Regions from separate parts of the Ovis aries genome. Here region 1 is linked to region 2. Evidence: chromatin contacts called from public Hi-C data. All regions are on one chromosome and are shown on one strand. Each heading gives the region's core, a stretch centred on a gene start, on an enhancer-like site or on the middle of the called end of the contact. The rest is flanking DNA. Distances are from core to core; before and after follow the strand shown. Region 1 overlaps FNDC3B (fibronectin type III domain containing 3B). Region 2 has its middle 86 kb from the start of TRNAC-ACA.

Region 1 (6,348 bases), core at 3,793-6,292, 280 kb after region 2:
GAGGATGAGATGGCTGGATGGCATCATCGACTTGATGGACCTGAGTCTGAGTAGACTCTGGGAGTTGCTGATGAACAGGGAGGCCTGGTATGCTGTGTTTCATGGGGTCACAAAGAGTTGGACACAACTGAGCAACTAAACTGAACTGAACTGAATGAGGAATATGACTGTGTTTTTCAAAATGGAGGAAAAAACATAAAGAAAAAAAGTCTTTGACATTTTCTAATATAACTTGCAAATATACTGAAGGTGGGGGAGAAACTGTCTGGAGTAGACCACAGAAGAGGACCACAAGTCAAATATATGGTTCAAATTCAATATAACAGGATTTAAAAATAAGGCTGAGATAGTTTCTTTAAATGACAAATTAGTAAAAGGAGAAAGTAAACCCCAATCAGTCCAGCTGCACATGTGTCTTTATCATGGCGAATATCTTCTTCAAAAGTTGAAGGGGAAAAGCACCAGAGTTTCATCTGCAGTATGGGTGATTATCACCATCCATCCTCTTTTTACTTATAAAAAGTCAGGGTACAGAGGCTTTCTTATCTCTCACCAATACATTTTAATTGTCTAGTTTTGTGTGTGTGTTTTTTTTTTTAAATGTAAATACCTGTATCTGAAATTCTTTCCTAATGGTGAATTAGAAGAGATCCAGCTCTTGTTCAAGGTTTGTGATCCTACTTCAGACCAAATGTTTTCAAACTAAGGCCTGGCTAACTCAAAATGGACTAAAGACAAAAACACTTCACTTCTGAAAGGCATGAATGAACACCAAGAACTAGAAAAGTCATTGCCAACTTCCTGTCACTGTCCGTTTGGCTTTCTTTCTTACAAAAATCTCATTGATTAATTACATCTATTTATTTGTACAGAATGCATTTATACACTTCATTGGCTCTCTGTAGGGCGTTAGCAGCAGTTTGCCCTACCCACACCCTTCCACCTTCTTTTACATTTCTGCCCATCTGTGACACACCAAAAAGCCCTATAGTTTCTGGGTCACTTTATTCTCACTATGAATCCACATCACTCTGCAATTAAAAAATCCAGTCACCTTCGTGCATATAGTCAGACCCTTTCAATCTTGAATAGCCCACCTCAACAACTTCAAATGGAGTACTAGAAAGGACCAGAGAGTTCTATGAAATTAAAAAAAAAAAAACAAATAAGCTGGTCTCCCTAGCCTATACCCCAGTGGAGTTTTAAAAACTCACCTAAGACACTGCTGAGTAATTTAGACAACATGGTAAAGGAATATTATGTAGTTCTAACTTCTCATAAGTGATTTATCTAGGAAATTATTTTAAGAAACCACCAAAAGGCATCTAAACGGCAAAGTCCTTATTAACTTTGAGCTCTGTCTTAACAGGAGGACAAAAGAATCAAAATTTCCAATGCTGGGTCTACGTGAAACCAAAGCAGGGTTTCTTCAGAAATAAGGTTTTACGTACAGTTCTTTAATGGCTGTCATCGTTGGACAGATACAGATGAGGAATTTTAGGAGGGTGGAAATGGAAGTGCCAGGACCTCATGCTTTTGTCGTGATAAGTACTCACCCCTCCGTCATTCAGAGCCCGCACCCTGAAGCGATACACAGTTCCTGGAAGCAGGTTACCCACGGTGCACTCAAGCTCCGGCCCATGGTACACCTCCGAAGCTACATCCTCCGGTTCTGTCATCTCCACGCTGTACTCCGAGACCTCACAGCCACTTTCAGAGGCAGGAACGTCTGCGAATGGAGAACGCTGTTCATCTTAGAACATTTTTATTATTTCTGGTTGGCCCTATCACACCTTACATTCTATGATGTTTGCAAAATATCATGTAGGTAGCCTGTCCTTGATATTTACAAAAGAACCCCCACTTCAAAAAGAGAAAGAGATACAAAAGAAAGTTTCTTAATGATGTTATCCATACTTTTCAAAGCAAGCACATTTAATGATATGAACAAAATGATTCCAAAACCATAGAACTTTTAGGCAATTCCTTTACATTCTAATGCAAGGTAAAGACAAGAATTAGAGGGGAGAAAAATCTTTTTAACCTGAAACCAAAGGACATATTAAATCAAGTTAGAGAACCCCAAACTGGCATAACATCTTAATTTAGATATTAAGTGATGGGGAACAATAGTCTAACAGAGTTCTGCAAGTTTATATTTGCAATTTTACATGCTGTGAATCATTAATATGACAGGAAATGCTAACATAGCTTGAGCTGAGACTGTAAAACACCAGGACCCACACACGACAGGGTGGTAAAGGTGAGGAGGATACATATGCTACCTAATGAAGAGTTTCTTGGTTTAACCTCTTTATTAAGCACAACTTTTATTTTATGAATAAAGTTGGGGAATTCCTGCTCTGAAACATTTTCTAGAACAGTACCCTCTGAGGGCAGGGGGTGAATAGCACCTGCGGCACCATCAGGAACAGGAGGATGGGCCATAGGGCTGGGCGTTCACAAACCCAAGCCCACGTACATTAAACAGAATGTGGACATTTTCAATAGACACAAATCTGGTTTTCAGAAGAAAGACCTGAAACTTAATTACAAAGCTGTAAGTCTTAAACTCAACCTCCAATTGTCCAAACTGGCGACGTGAAGATGTGGTCACTCACCCCACTCTAAGTGGACTTCTTTGTGCTTTGGTCTACCCAAAACCCTCGGTGGGCGACACTGACCTGGTGCAATGCTTAGTGTGCGAACGGGGAGACTTTCAGAACACTGCAGGAGAAACACCAAAGAGAACCGTCTCTTAGTTACTATGCATTTTTTAGAGCTCTACATACCAGGTAAATTCCACTCCATACCAGCACACGCTGCCAAGGAGGGGGTTACACATTGGATGTGTACACTTCTTACGCAGTAAGATCTTCGTCTCTAAGTGTGTAGTGCACGTGTATATTTGTGTATGTTTTGAGTATGGACATATGCATACGGCACTGGTAAAAATAATTATTTATGGTGTCAGATCTGCAGACTGACATTTTGACTGTTGTGTATCCCAAGCACACAGTTACCTCCCTTTAAACTAAAAATCAGACCCTTCCTGAGGACAGAGGAGAACACAAAACAACAGCTGGATGAGGTTTGTAAACAGTGCCATAAATGGCCCATCATCCACATACAGAGCAGAAAAGCAAATAAAGTCAGCTGAGTGTGACATTAACCAGCAGGTTCTGCTAACGTTAAAATCATCAGGGCTTCTTTTTTGCAGGGTCTGGTTGTGTAAGGCTGGTGGTATGGAAGCTGACACCTTTTTGAGATATGAGGAACATGGTAGAGACATACAGCTCAACCAACCTCATCCTCCTCGAGGAAATGCGGTACAGAGGAGATGTGTTTATACATTCAAGGGGCACCGCTGCCTCTGTGCAGACTTGTGCAGCACCTCACGGGTAAGAGAAGCTCACCAATCACCTGTGACTTTGAGGTCAACCTGGTTCACCCTCAGAGACACTGTATAAATGTCGTTGAGCTGGACCCTTTTTTTAAACCTGAGAATTCTGTCTAAATATACAGTCTAGACTTCACAATACTGCTATCCTTGGGGGAAAAAGAAAATAAACATATGACAGTGTCAGAGGTGGGTTGACTGGCAAAACTTGGCACCTACTGGCAGGTGTTCTCTTGAAAAGTCAACCCAGTACAGGGCTCTAAGCCATCTTCTGTGCACGCTCTCTCTCAGCACTACTGATTTCCAAACCACGATGCTAAATATCTCTATGATGAAAATGGTTTTTACCATATTTTTACCGTATCGCCTCTCACTCACTGTCTAAGCGTTCGTCATTTGGACAACGATCTCATTTCCTGAACACTTCATGTGTGCTTGTTTTGAGCGCATGAGAACACTGTGAAGTCGAAACCAAGTTTCCTGACATGTTGAACGGCTGGTCTAAGGCCATATAAATTGTAGACAATGGTGGTGGTCATTCTGTGATGTATAAAATATTAACTCACTGTGTTGGGACAGGAAACTTATATAATATTGTAAGACAATTATACTTCAATTTTTTAAAAAGGCAGACAACAAGAGAACTGGTACTACCTACAGATGTATAGGCTGGGCACTGCGCAATCTCAGGAGATGCAATTCAGCTCAGTTATCCTAGGTATATGTGGCTTTACAAGCATTTTCCAGCAGATGGCAGCAAAGTATCAAGAGGAAGGTGTGTCTCACATTCTTACAAAACTGCCAAAGTAACAGCAAAGCTGAGCTGGAGGTTGCATCTTTTTGCTCTAAAGTCTAAGCTTTTCTACCATTGTGATAACTGAGGTTCAGCCCCGTATTTGTTAGCCATTGCAAATTGCAGACCACCTTCAATTTTCAACTGTGATGTGGTCATGCCCAAGTCTTGGAAAGCAGCACAATTCAGTTGAGAATCATCTGGGTCTATCTTTCTATACCCTCTAAAGCACAATTCAGAAAACTCTGATGTGATACCATGGCAGGCTGTAGTACCAAGATTTATTTTTTAACAGAAATTTACTCTGATGTTACAGATAGGCTGTCTGAATTTGACCAAAGATGTTTACTTTTACACCAAAACAAAACCAACCTGACTGTGTCCACCAGTACTTATGCAGCATGCTCGGAGTTTGTACAAAGTGCCTGGTTTCAAGTGGGTGAAAGTGTACTCTGTAGCCGACCCACTGTAGGCCACTTCCCACTGACTCGCTGCAAAATAAGACCATGTGTGAGTTCATGCCTTTTGTAAAAATGTAATAGTACCAACCATTCCTGATAAGAAAAAGCTCTAAGTGGTTTCTGTGAAAACCAGCATCTCCTATTCTTTTCTTCTTTTTTAAACAGTCACAGGGCTCTCTTTCCATTTCCTTTACAAAATGAAATACTAAAATAACATGAAGGCATTTTTAATACTTAGCACTGCTGGTTATAATACTTAATATTACCATGATCACATTTGCTGAGTGTGGAGGTTTAGATGCTGGAAAGCACATGAAATCTGTAGTTGGCCCCGTAGCAGGAGATGGTATTGAGCAAGCTGGCAAGTGAGAAGCCAACTGGGGCCAGCTGGGCAGGGGGAAGCAGGCTCAGCCATAAGGTTCCTGGTCAGCCCAGGGCACCACTGAAGAGTTTCTCCTGGTTCTTATCTGCCTGGAGGTCACAGCAAGTAAACTACCCCGACCCCATCCCAGCCATATAGACCAAGTCCTTTGAGGAAAGGCCTGCTGTTTCCATGGAGCCCCACTTAAGACAAAAATACCGAAGACAGTGACTTTAAAGATGAAATACTCAGTATGACCCAGGTTATCTAACCACTTCTGGGGATTAAAGAAAGCAAGCAGGGCCACTGAGGGGATGGGGTGAGGCTGATGCCACCAGGCGAAGAGCATTGTGTGTGGGGGGTGGTGCTTCAACCACCTAGGACATTTATTACTCCTTGCTTTGCTCCCACTAACACTATGTTCCCAGCAGACTATTTGAAAGGAGCGTTTTACTCCATGCAATTGTTTTAGGGAAAATACTTTTACCCTCTTCCACAACAGTTACTTGGAGAAGGAAACGGCAATTCCTGGAGAATCCCATGGACAGAGGAGCCTGGTGGGCTACAGTCCATGGGGTTGCAAACATTCAGACATGACTGAGCGACATATATACACACACGATAGTTACTAACTTCCACAAATACTATCAGCTGCTTATTAGGCCAGATTTACAATAAAGTCCGGCGAAAGAAATGGCAACTCACTCCAGTACTCTTGCTTGGAAAATTCCATGGATGGAGGAGCCTGGCAGGCTACGGTCCATGGGGTTGCAAAGAGCTGGACACGACTGAGTGACTTCACTTTCTTTCTACAATGAAGTCACATGCACAAGGGCCATATAGGAACAAGGGGGAATAATAAAGATAGTCATTCTGACATAACTGATTAGATGACCTGCACTGCAAAGGCAACTAGGAACAAGGACTAGAGAGTAGACTGAATTAATCGCTGATGTCATGCGCTACCACACCGCTGACTTTACGTGCAGAATGGCATCTACTTTTAATCAGCCACAGTGGTCAAGAGAGCCACAAAACTTCAAAATATATTTAGTTTTTCACAATGAGACACTGAATATACATGACTTCTCTCAAAGGTCTGATTTTTAGCATAGAATATGATTTTACGTTAAGAACAGCTGTGCCCATCTCAGAGTATTATGAGTTTTTTTGGCTTAAAATAGGGTAGGGCCCAACTGATGTGAAAATAAAACATTCCAGGTGGCTATCATGGCACAGAATAAAAAGCAAGCCACACACCTGCACAGACTGTTTGTAAAAGTTGCTGTTAACTCTCCCCACCGTCCCCGCCATGTATATCACTTTAAAAAAC
Region 2 (6,107 bases), core at 1,064-3,563:
CACATCAGCCCCCTAACATTCTTTGGACTAACAATTACCACATTGTTGCAAATAATCATATACTCTGTTGACTTTAAGGTAATTATTTTTATTATATACTTTGAAATTTGCTCCTTATTATAAGAGGATTAACTCAGCTTGATCTTTTGCTGCTACCTTTTATCTTTAGATGAGGAGTGTTTCTTGTAACTCTGGTCTCTGTGAAGAAGTTTAGAGGAGATACAATTTATTTACAGTGCTGTAACTGGAATGGACAACTTTAGACTTAGGAAAGTGCAGTATCCTTTTCTCTTTACAGCTGTCTCCAAGGATGAAAAGAGGTGGGGGAAGTTACAAGTTTATTGACCATGTCTAACCTTTCATGCAAAGATGGGCTCAATAAGGACAGAAATGGTATGGACCTAACAGAAGCAGAAGATATTAAGAAGAGGTGGCAAGAATACACAGAAGAACTATACAAAAAAGATCTTCACGACCCAGATAATCATGATGATGTGATCGCTAATCTAGAGCCAGACATCTTGGAATGTGAAGTCAAGTGGGCCTTAGAAAGCATCACTACGAACAAAGCTAGTTGAGGTGATGGCATTCCAGTTGAGCTGTTTCAAATCCTGAAAGATGATGCCGTGAAAGTGCTGCACTCAATATGCCAGCAAATTGGGAAAACTCAGCAGTGGCCACAGGACTGGAAAAGGTCAATTTTCATTCCAATCCCAAAGAAAGGCAATGCAAAAAAATGCTCAAACTGCTGCACAATTGCACTCAACTCACATGCTAGTAAAGTAATGCTCAAAATTCTCCAAGCCAGGCTTCAGCAATACATGAACTGTGAACTCCCTGATGTTCAAGCTGGATTTAGAAAAGGCAGGGGAACCAGAGATCAAATTGCCAACATCCGCTGGATCATGGAAAAAGCAAGCAAGTTCCAGAAAAACATCTATTTCTGCTTTATTGACTATGCCAAAGCTTTTGACTGTGTGGATCACAAGAAACTGGAAAATTCTGAAAGAGATGGGAATACCAGACCACCTAACCTGCCTCTTGAGAAATCTGTATGCAGGTCAGGAGCAACAGTTAGAACTGGACATGGAACAACAGACTGGTTCCAAATAGGAAAAGGAGTACATCAAGGCTGTATGTTGTCACCCTGCTTATTTAACTTCTATGCAGAGTACATCATGAGAAGTGCTGGATTGGAAGAAACACAAGCTAGAATCAAGATTGCTGGGAGAAATATCAATAACCTCAGATATGCAGATGACACCACCCTTATGGCAGAAAGTGAAGAGGAGCTAAAAGCCTCTTGATGAAAGTGAAAGAGGAGAGCGAAAAAGTTGGCCTAAAGGTCAACATTCAGAAAACGAAGATCATGGCATCTGGTCCCATCACTTCATGGGAAATAGATGGGGAAACAGTGGAAACAGTGGCTGACTTTATTTTGGGGGGCTCCAAAATCACTGCAGATGGGGACTGCAGCCATGAAATTAAAAGACGCTTACTCCTTGGAAGAAAAGTTATGACCAACCTAGATAGTATATTCAAAAGCAGACACATTACTTTGCCGACTAAGGTCCCATCTAGTCAAGGCTGTGGTTTTTCTAGTGGTCATGTATGGATGTGAGAGTTGGACTGTGAAGAAGGCTGAGCACCGAAGAATTGATGCTTTTGAACTGTGGTGTTGGAGAAGACTCTTGAGAGTCCCTTGGACTGCAAGGAGATCCAACCAGTCCATTCTGAAGGAGATCAGCCCTGGGATTTCTTTGGAAGGAATAATGCTAAAGCTGAAGCTCCAGTACTTTGGCCACCTCATGCGAAGAGTTGACTCATTGGAAATGACTCTGATGCTGGGAGGGATTGGGGGCAGGAGGAGAAGGGGACGACAGAGGATGAGATGGCTGGATGGCATCACGGACTCGATGGACATGAGTCTGAGTGAACTCTGGGAGTTGGTGATGGACAGGGAGGCCTGGCATGCTGCGATTCATGAGGTCGCAAAGAGTCGGACACAACTGAGCGACTGAACTGAACTGAACCTCTAAGTAACACCTTCACTGAATACATGGCCTTCTATTGTGACATTTTTTTGAAGTCTCCCTCCTAGAAGGGTGCACACTATCTCTGCAAGAGGGAGGTATCAAGGTCACATTTCCACTTCCCCTGCCCCACCCTGAGGCTCAAGAAGGTTCTAGCATTTGAATTCTGTATCAGAAAGAAAACCAGCAAAAGGACATCTCAAAGTTCCTGTCCCACCCAGTGTACTATCCTGGGAAGCCAACAGAGGGCATAGATGCTGTGAAAGTCAACCCCGGAGTTGTTTTATTTCAAATAGCTTTGTCAGTTTTACTTTCTATTTCTTAATCTAAGTTCTCAGTTTCCATTCTTGTCAAGGGAAGGCATACACCAGGATTTATAAACCCTGTTTATCCCTTATTTCTCATAGAACTCTAGGCTCTACAGATCTGTAAGATTTATTCTAATAAGCCTGATCAGTGCACACTTCCTCCCCCTCTCACTATATCTTGTAGTGACACAAAGAAGCATCAGGGTCAAATTTGGTGCCCCCAAATTGCAGGGCGGGGCAAAATCACAAACCAACAGTTTTACACTTCAGCCTGTGAGAGGAAGCAGCAACTTGAAGTAAAAGCAAACTACCAGAAAATTCTAAATACACATTCTGAGCTCACCTACTTCTAAAACTAGTTTTTAAAAGTTATTATTCCTTTTCCCTTCTCTGTCATGTTTATAAGGATTTTCTCTCCATCCAGGGAAAGATTTTTTTTTTTAAGTTGAAAAGAAATGTGCAGTCTCATAAAATCTTGGACTCAGTTCAAAACTTATCTAAGAACTCCACCCTGTCCTTGGCAAAGTCCAGATTAACTTTCCAACAGTAGCCCACCAAGCTCCTCTGTCCATGGACTCCTCCAGGCAAGAACACTGGAGTGTGGGTAGCCATTTCTCTTTCCAGGGGATCTTCCCAACCCAGGGATCAAACCAGGGTCTCCTGCTCTGCAGGTGGATTACCATCTGAGTCACCAGGAAGTGGTTAATCAGGCAAGTAGTGTGTTAGCCACCAAGGGAGCAGTTTCTAGACGACTGTACCAGCTTAGCTGAATTTATGACCCACATGTTCTCTTTACCTGAGGAATAAAGTGTAAAGGGAAAATACTGTTCTCATCTAAAAGAACCATAAAATAGACAACCTATTTCTACAGCTTTCAGGATACATACATGTAAACTATATATATGTATATATATATATATATTCATTTACTATATACATGAATATATACCCTATGTAATATCTATCTATATCTTGATAACTAATTGCTAAAGTAATAATATTTATTTACCTCTGGAGAACTCAAAGTATAATTACTGCTCTTATTTTCCTGCCTGCATTGTCTTTGGTGGAGAAGGCAATGGCACCCCACTCCAGTACTCTTGCCTGGAAAATCACATGGACGAGGGAGCCTGATAGGCTGCAGTCCATGGGGTCGCTAGAGTCGGACACGACTGAGCGACTTCACTTTCACTTCTCACTTTCATGCATTGGAGAAGGAAATGGCAACCCATTCCAGTGTTCTTGCCTGGAGAATCCCAGGGACAGGGGAGCCTGGTGGGCTGCCATCCATGGGGTCACACAGAATCGAACACGACTGAAGTGACTTAGCAGCACTGTCTTTGGGAGGGAGGGAAGGCAGGACAAAGGGAGGGAAGAAGGGAGGAGAAATCAAAACTGAGATTTCTTAAAGGTCACTCAGGGAATTTGGCTGAGTTTGAACAGACAGGAACACCTGCCTGTTAGACTGACACTTGAGGGGAAACTTCCAACACACAGACTCATAAGTTGATTGCCTTAGGTGACTTAGTGTGGATTTGTCTGGGTTGAATTCTAGAATTTTCATAATTTTAAGGAGAAACAATGGATTATTTCTTGGTCTCTGCTGTGTTTATAACAAAATCAGCATGACAATCACGTCCTCAGGGACGTGGGGAGAAAGTTTTCTCGGGACTGAAACTCTGCTTCGGTGCACATCAGCATACGCACATTTTATAGCTCAGAACTGTGTTCCCATGGTGCCTAGATTTGGTGGACAGAAAAGGGAACCAAACAACCTATCTCTGGCCTCTGGACCCCTGCCCATCTTTCTACCAGGCGTCTTTACCTAGGAAAGGCAAAAGTTTTAAGAAAAGTTATTCGGTAGAGATTCCAGTGCTAAAGAAAAATCCACTGGGATATTTTGGACTGAAGCTTACTTTCCTTTCATACTATTGTGTGGCAAGAAGTTCATGAGTGAGACTGAGAAGCCTTACCAAAGGTGAATGAGAGAGAGGCAGCTGGACCTAGGAAAGGAATTGATTGACTAATTCTTCCCTCATTCTACCCTAGCAAGTGCAAAACAAAAGAAACAAACAAAACCAAATCCTTTTAACTGAATGCTTTGCCTGTCAAGATTTAGCTCATCCTGGGGCTTCCATGGTGGTCTAGTGGTTAAGAATCTGCCTGCCAATGCAGGGGCCATGGGTTTGTTCCCGGGTCAGGGACGCTCCCACATGCTGCAGAGCATCTAAGCCTGTGTGTCACAACTACTGAGCCTGGGTGCTGCAGCTACTGTAGCCCACATGCCTAGAGCCCGTGCTCCTCAACAAGAGAAGCCATCATGATGAGACACCTGCACACCACAGCTAGAGCGTAGCCCCTGCTCACTGCAACTAGGGGAAAGCCCAAGCACCGTCAAAGACTCAGCACAGTCCATAAAGAAATAAAATTGTTTTAAAAAAGAAAGAAAAGATGAAAAGACTTAAAAGAGATTTACTGTATCCTGCTTCATGAAAGAAAAAAAAGTCATAATAATAAGGAATTGACTCTGCATAGAAGCTGATGTTCTTAAACCCCCAGGGTCTTTCCAAAGAATTATCATTATTTCAAAGAAAAAAATGCATTGGAGAGAATAAATATCCATGCTTATATATTTAACTTGTAAAGATGAGGAATGTTTTCTTTAGAAAATGGCCCTACTGATTCTTTATAATGTTTTCATCTTATAGTAAACGCATTAAAGAGATATATCTCTTATGCTCAGACCTAAATCCTTTTCCCATATTTTCTCTTTTCTCTCTTCTTCCTTTTTCTGCTCTCCTTTTCTGATCTCTAGTCTCTCTAATTTTCTTTGGTTTTTGAAGATAGAATCAGGAAAAGAAGAGAAGGAAAAAAATTAGGTGTGTATTTACCACACTGCAAGACTTTACAAATGTATTTTTACCAGAGTAAACAAATAAGGAAAGAGATGAACCTAAGTGTACCCAGGTTAATTTGCCTTAAATATTCTCAGTTTAGTCTGAGAAGGATCAGTGTACTATAGATCCATATCCCAGAAGTAAATAAATGCCTGTAGCACTATCTCATGAATTCACTCACACTTCTTTTGAGTTTAAATAAAATAAGGTGCTTTCATGAGATGGCTTTTCCTTGCGTGTGTCTGGGTGTTTGGGTGGAGGAGTGACTGTAGGGATTTGTTTGAATGTGTACTTGTTTTTCCAGTTTTTGAGCTGATTTCCTAGAATTGTTTAGCTTTTCACTTTTGCTGTCTCTTACCTCAAATGACCTAAAGAGGCCTTTGGTTACTTGGGAAATAAACTTGCAGTTTCTCTTCTGGTAGCCTTTGTTGATCTTTATCTGTTCACTTCCACAGATCTTGATGACTTATGGTTCTGGAGTCAAAAGCTAAATCTGAGGGGTTCTGTCATATAGCAACAGGTTCTAGAGCTCCATCCTTTCTGTAAGTTTTCAGCATTAAACTTGGCAGTGGAAAACTATAGCCTGGTTTGGGGAAGACTGGTTCATCTCTTCCCCTTACACCATGTTCTGCATCATGGAATGGTTTCTACAGTGGGGTAATTGTCATCTCTGTCAATAAAAAGAGCCCCAAAAGTTGTGTTAGTAGCTGAGGAATCAGGCTCCTCCAGGTCTCAAACTTATATCCAACCCCTTTCCCCTTTCTTTGCTTCCTCTGACTTTAGTTTAATACAAAGAATCCAGCTTTTTAAATCTGCAAAGCTCAAGTCTGTCATTCAACCATATTGGATTTATAGTCATAGGAAAACGT

Evidence for each region. A called contact is a pair of places that touch in the nucleus more often than the background predicts.
Region 1: a Hi-C map of liver shows a contact between it and region 2, with 3 times the contacts expected there. The contact joins two enhancer-like sites. A contact is called at or near these places in 3 of 16 Hi-C or Micro-C datasets (blood and liver).

What each region holds. Positions count from the first base shown.
Region 1 is chr1:215,867,094-215,873,441 of ARS-UI_Ramb_v3.0, forward strand. It overlaps FNDC3B (fibronectin type III domain containing 3B), which reads right to left. Exons shown (of 26, transcript XM_015092550.4): 17 at 4,566-4,684; 18 at 2,622-2,727; 19 at 1,557-1,729. Among named protein-coding and RNA genes, the nearest start is that of GHSR, 140 kb to the left of the region's middle. Within about 2 kb of position 5,043, at least 3 of the 54 cell types and tissues checked have an H3K27ac peak or open chromatin away from gene starts, as enhancers often do. A contact at or near this core is called in liver, where this site is marked.
Region 2 is chr1:215,586,223-215,592,329 of ARS-UI_Ramb_v3.0, forward strand. No RefSeq gene overlaps it. Among named protein-coding and RNA genes, the nearest start is that of TRNAC-ACA, 86 kb to the left of the region's middle. Within about 2 kb of position 2,314, at least 12 of the 54 cell types and tissues checked have an H3K27ac peak or open chromatin away from gene starts, as enhancers often do. A contact at or near this core is called in liver, where this site is marked.